2 separate regions of the Bos taurus genome follow, and region 1 is linked to region 2. A link is a contact called in public Hi-C data. All regions are on one chromosome and are shown on one strand. The core of a region is the stretch at or near the end of the contact, and the rest is flanking DNA. Distances in the headings are between cores, read along the strand shown.

Region 1 (2,700 bases), core at 79-2,578, 150 kb after region 2:
GAGGTGAGGAGTCAGGTTATATAGAAGTTTGCAGCAGGGGATGGGGCTCTGAACAAAAGTTTATTGTTAATTAAGGAAAACCAAATATCTCAAATCAAGAAATTTAGCAGTCTTCTAAGTATGGGAAGCTGCGATCGTCTGGGCTCCCTGAATTCATTCCTTTCATATGCATCTCAGCTAGCGGGGCTAAATCCTACTGCATGATCTTTCACATCTTTAATTCCTCTTTCAACTTAGGGAATGGGGGATGTGGTGGGTGGCTGCCTCTTGCTTTTTCTTGCACACACCTGCCCCCTGCCCCAAGCTCCTCAGCATTTACCAGGGAAGTGGCTAAGTGGATGATGGCTGCCAGATAGCTGGTATTATTCTACCTGGGCTCAGAAAAGTATTTTTCTGAGGGAGGAAATGGAGGAAAATATTTTCTATGGGAGGAGGACATAGTCACCATAGTCAGGACACCAATATGGGAGGAACTATTCCATTTCACACCTTTTAGGTTCCAAGCTCTGTTAACTGAGAAGGGGGTAAAGTTTAGTCTCCTGCAGGCACCCAGAAGATGGGAGGTACAAGTGGGGGCTGCCCTCAACAAAGGGTAGGGCTAGAGATGGGGTCATTGGTTGAGTCAGACACAAGGATGTCTCTATAGAAACGGGCACTGATCATGCATCCTCCTCCTCCAGTCAGCTGGTTCTCTTGCTGCTGCCGGCTTGGGGGTCCGCCAGAATGAAGCATAGGTGCTGCTTTATGTTTGAGGGTCCAGCTCCATGTGTCTTTGGACCAGGAACCAGTTCTCTGAAGTCTGCTTTTCTCATGGGACACGTAAGCGCGGACACCACCGACGCGCGGCTTCCTAACGCATATCCGATCGGGGAAGGCGCACTTCCGCTCAGCAGTTGGAGCGGGATGGCAGGCCGGTGTGGGGGAAGGGAGAGGTCGGTGGAGAGGAGGGAGGGACTATATCCGGGAGAGTGGCAGCTTCCGACCAGTGGTCGTGCTTCCGGAGAGACGCTTCCGGTGGCGGCGGCAGCAGCGGCTCTGGTGGTTCCGGGTGTCTTTGTCCCCCCGGTGTCGCGGCCCTGGCCCGCAGGTGGGTTGGGGGGGCCTTCCGCCGCCCCTCTGCCTCCTTGCCCCTCCCCCGGCCGAGGGGCTGCGAGAGCCAAGCCGCGAAGATGCACTGGGCGCGGAAGGGGCCGAGCCCCTCTCCGGACTGCAAGTCTCGTCTCCCTGGCAACGGCCTCGGCCCTGGGGGCGGGCGGGAGGAGGAGAAACCGCGCGCCTTCGTCCTCCCACGGCGGCCTGGCCGCGGCCCGGCCCGGGAGATCCGGCTCTGGTGGCCGCTGAGACGGGAGCCGAGGCACGGGGAGCGGGGGAGCAGGAGGGCGGGCGCGCAGCCGGATTTGCGTTCGCCTGGCCGCGGAGCTGTCTTCTCACCAGCCCGTCCGGGGAACAACGGGCCGGGCTTCCGGGGAGAGGGCCTACACCATCTCCTCTCCGGCACCAGCCTCCTCCATTTTTCCGGGCCTTGCGTGGAGCTTTTTGGCGGATGTATTTGAATGAATGAATGTCACCAGGGCTCTTTCCAACCCTTCACTCTCCCCAACCATCTGAGGGTGGCGTGGCATAGTGAGAGGAGCGCTGAGTTGTCGGGAGACCTGGGTGTGAGTCCTAGTTTTTTACGTACCTGGTTCTGTGCCTCGGGCAAGTCTCAGTCCCTCCGAGCTTCGGTTTCCTTTTGTTTGAAAGAGTATAACAGTATTACCCATCACTAGGTTATTGTGAGAGAAACTGAAGCATTGTAATTTCTCTGTTTCCTGGTCCATTTCCTGTTCTCTCCATCTGTCTTCCCTGTTCATTCTCAGTATACATTTCCCCACTTTCCTTCAGATCCTTAGTTCCTTTTTGGGGGGTAGGTGGAAAATCTTCCCTGTGAATTGTTAATTTATTTCTTTTCTGATTGAAGGTTTTTTCCCAAGACTCTGAAAGAGGACAGCATTCCCAATGTCACAGTTTAAGCGCCAGCGGATCAACCCGCTTCCAGGGGGACGCAACTTCTCAGGTGATCACCTTTATCTCTACCTGGCCCCACATTGGGAAGTATGTGGTTTGAAGTTAGTCTTTAACAGACGTTAGTCTTTAAATCCACCAGGGGTTTTCCTGGTGGAGTGCAGTTTGCTGCTGATGTTTCTTAGGAAGCTAGTCGATGACCACAGTGGTTGTCAGCAAAACCCTGTTGGGACTTGTACGGATCCACTTTACCCTTTGGGTTTCCTGTCTTCTCTAGCTGACTCTAGTGCTTACCACGGTAGGTGCAATTCCTGGATTGCTTCTCTTCCAACAGGCGCAGCTTCGACATCCCTTCTGGGCCCTCCTCCTGGTTTGCTCACTCCTCCTGTGGCCACAGACCTGTCCCAAAATGCCAGGCACCTTCAGGTAAGTTGGGCATCCCGTCTAGTGAGTTTCAGCACTTGGGAGGACCTCAGCATGCATGGTTGTCCGATGCTTTCATTCTTACATGACATTGTTCATCCTTCTTGACACTCCTATCGTCAACCAGTCCAGAGGTAACTAGAACTCTCTGACTGGGGAGTCTTTGGTTTTGATTCTAGGGAAATCTCTAGGGTGCTTTTTGGAGTTAAGGAAGAACTGGGAATCCTAGAAGAAGCTTATGGCCCAAGAATCAGCATGACTTCTCCCACCTTC
Region 2 (2,700 bases), core at 19-2,518:
TGCTTCAAATGTGGCTAGTACACTTGAGGAAATAAATATTTATTTACTTTAAATGTACAGAGCCACTTATGACTACTCACTGGCCACCACAGTGACTGTTAAAATCGGTTTCCCTGTAATTTGCATATACTTCCTTGGATCCCAGTTTTAACATTCCACCATCAGGACTAGAATCAAAATATTTTTCTTTGCCAGGCACTATACTAGAAGACAGTTTCTATACTAGGCTTGCAATTCAAGGAGAGAAAAGGTCAGTTTTTAACCTAGAGATGAGCCAGATTATTAAGACTCTATGGAGACTTGCCCATCGTTTTCCATGGTAAGAATGACGGGGTGTCAAAGGGGAAGAAGGATTGCTTCCAGCTGTGTAGGTGGCACGCAGAACTTCCAGGTCGGTTCCCTACACAGAGGAGGTCTGGCCCAGGGGTTCCTTGGAGGGGGCTGCGGTCCCCTTTCTGGCAAGTGGAAAGGAAGCTAGGAGGCTGTGGGACCTGACAGGTTGTGTGTGGGGTGGGGGTGGGGGGCTCTTATCCACCCACTCGGAAACCATCCCCCTCCACCCCCCACTACTAGATTAGAACTAGGATGCACGCGATCGTTCTCACTATACTAAGTGCTCTCGACAAATGTGACAACTTAAACCAGGGGTTTAAATGGGTTTGGTAACTGGGGGGAGGGTAAGCTGTGGGAAGGAGCTGGATCAAACTGATAACGACTCCTAGAGACAGAGTGGAGGGGAGACCCCGAGGAAAGGGAGGGAGGCCCCGCCGTGGGGAAGGTCTGGGAGGACGAGGGCGCCCTGCAAGGTGATCCCAGGCGGACAGGATGCGCACGGCTCCGCCAGACAGCCGCCGGGACGCTCGGGCCGGGTCACAAGATGGCCGCGGTTCCGCTGGGCCTTTGGGTGCGGGAACCAGGGCCCGGTGTTAGGTGCTCCAGGCCCGGGCGGCGCAGGCAGCTGAGAAGCAGTCAGAGCTGGAGGGGAGGGCAGGCAGAGGAGAGGGGGAAGACCGACATTCGGAAGCTGGAGGAGAGGAAGGAAGGGCGCGTGTACGGAGGGCAGCCGCGCGGGTCCGGGGGTCTCCGCGCGAAGGGTAAAGCCGGGGTTGTCTACTGCCCGGGGGCTGGAGGTCAGGCGACCGAGCTGCCGGGGAAACTTGCGGAGCTCAAGGCCTCGGCGCGCTAACCGCGGCGGCGGCGGCCCTCGCGCCGCAGGGAAGTTGGGGAGGTGCCGAGTCGGGGCAGCGCGCGCGCGCGCGCGCACGAGCCTCGGCCGCGCGCAGCCGCGGCTGCCCGCGTAGCCTCCCCGATCTGCTGTCGCGGGCGCTCCCGACTCGGCGCCTCGGGAGGGAGCGGTCAGTGGGCCCGCATAGTGTCCGTGGGATTCGAGGCCGGGCTGCTGCGGCCGCCTCCTTCTGGTGCCTTGGCCGCCCTGATTAAGCGGGGCCGGGGCACGGCCGGTAGACCGGCCCTGGGGAGCCGAGATCGCTGGAGGCGAAGGCGGGGGCGCACGTCTGGAGATCTCCCCGGACCGGGAGGAGGCCGAGGGGATCATGTCCGGGAGGAACCTCCACCTCTCCACCACCGAACGCGTCATCAAAGGTGCCAAGCGGGCCAGGCCTTCCAGTCGATCGGCGGGAAACGGCCCTCGGCCGGGCGATGGCTCGGGGCCGGAGGGAGGGAAGGAGCCGAGGACAGGAGTCGGGGGGGCGGCGGGGTCCCGGGCGGCGCCCATCCCGGAGGAGGACCTAGGGGGGTGTGGGAGACGGGAGGCGGGGATTCCCACCGGGGCTGCCCGGCGGGGGCGCCGGGCGTTTTCTGTAGCACCTGGACCAGTAGCTAGATGGGGATTGCTCGTTTGTCTCCAGTAGTGTCGGATTTCCAGGCAGGGTGGGTGTTTCTAATCCTATCAACCCCTAAAGAGTCTGGATCTCCATCTTTTTAGTCTCTTACCTGAGGGGAAGCCATCTAGGGTGATGTGGGCAGGGTGTTAAGAAGGCTCTTCCAAGTCAGATCTTTCTGCCGCTCCTCTTCTGAAAGGTCAGATATTTCTTGCCCCTTCCCCAACCTTTTTTAAGTATGAATACCATGTACCTTTTAGCCCACTTTCTCCAGATCATCACGTCACTGTTATTACTAAAAGAAAGAATATAGTGAAGTAAATACAAATAAATTCATTTTATGATATTTGAAAGGGATCTACAGATCTCTTGACATGATTGTTGGCGTTTTATTTTCTTTTTGGCCATAGAGACTTGGAGAATGATATTCTCTGATTCAGGTGTCCAACATCGACTAAAGTGTTCCTTATGTTGTAGTTGTTTCTGCCCTTAAGATTAGTGGTTTAAGCATAACCGCTAATTTATGTGCTTCTTTTGTTCAGACGTAAGACTTAAGTACAACTCTTCTCTCTGTTTTAATACTGGGTTTGAAAGCACTATTTTATAAGAAGGGAATATACCAAGATCCAGGTGTGTTAGTGATCTCTAGATAAAGGGGTTAGTTGTAAGTGGGGAGAACTCTTAAAATACTTTTATTTTTTTATTTTGGTAATTATATGGAGAAAAGAAACCAAGATTGGTGATGAAAAAACATTTTTCTCTTAGTGGAGAAAAATGATTGAATGGTCAATGAAGGAAAAGAGTTTTAGTTATAACTTAGGGCCCCCCCACCTCCAGAAACATTAAGCATCATAAATGT

What was found. Hi-C and Micro-C count contacts between places; a contact is called where the count stands out from the background.
Region 1: a Hi-C map of an unstated tissue shows a contact between it and region 2, with 4 times the contacts expected there. The contact joins the promoter of CCAR2 here to the promoter of PPP3CC in region 2. A contact is called at or near these places in 2 of 11 Hi-C or Micro-C datasets (liver and an unstated tissue).

What each region holds. Positions count from the first base shown.
Region 1 is chr8:69,907,032-69,909,731 of ARS-UCD2.0, forward strand. It overlaps CCAR2 (cell cycle and apoptosis regulator 2), which reads left to right and starts at 1,329. Exons shown (of 21, transcript NM_001075298.3): 1 at 1,329-1,658; 2 at 1,961-2,056; 3 at 2,339-2,430. The coding sequence starts at 1,999.
Region 2 is chr8:69,755,150-69,757,849 of ARS-UCD2.0, forward strand. It overlaps PPP3CC (protein phosphatase 3 catalytic subunit gamma), which reads left to right and starts at 1,269. Exons shown (of 13, transcript NM_001098076.2): 1 at 1,269-1,602. The coding sequence starts at 1,554.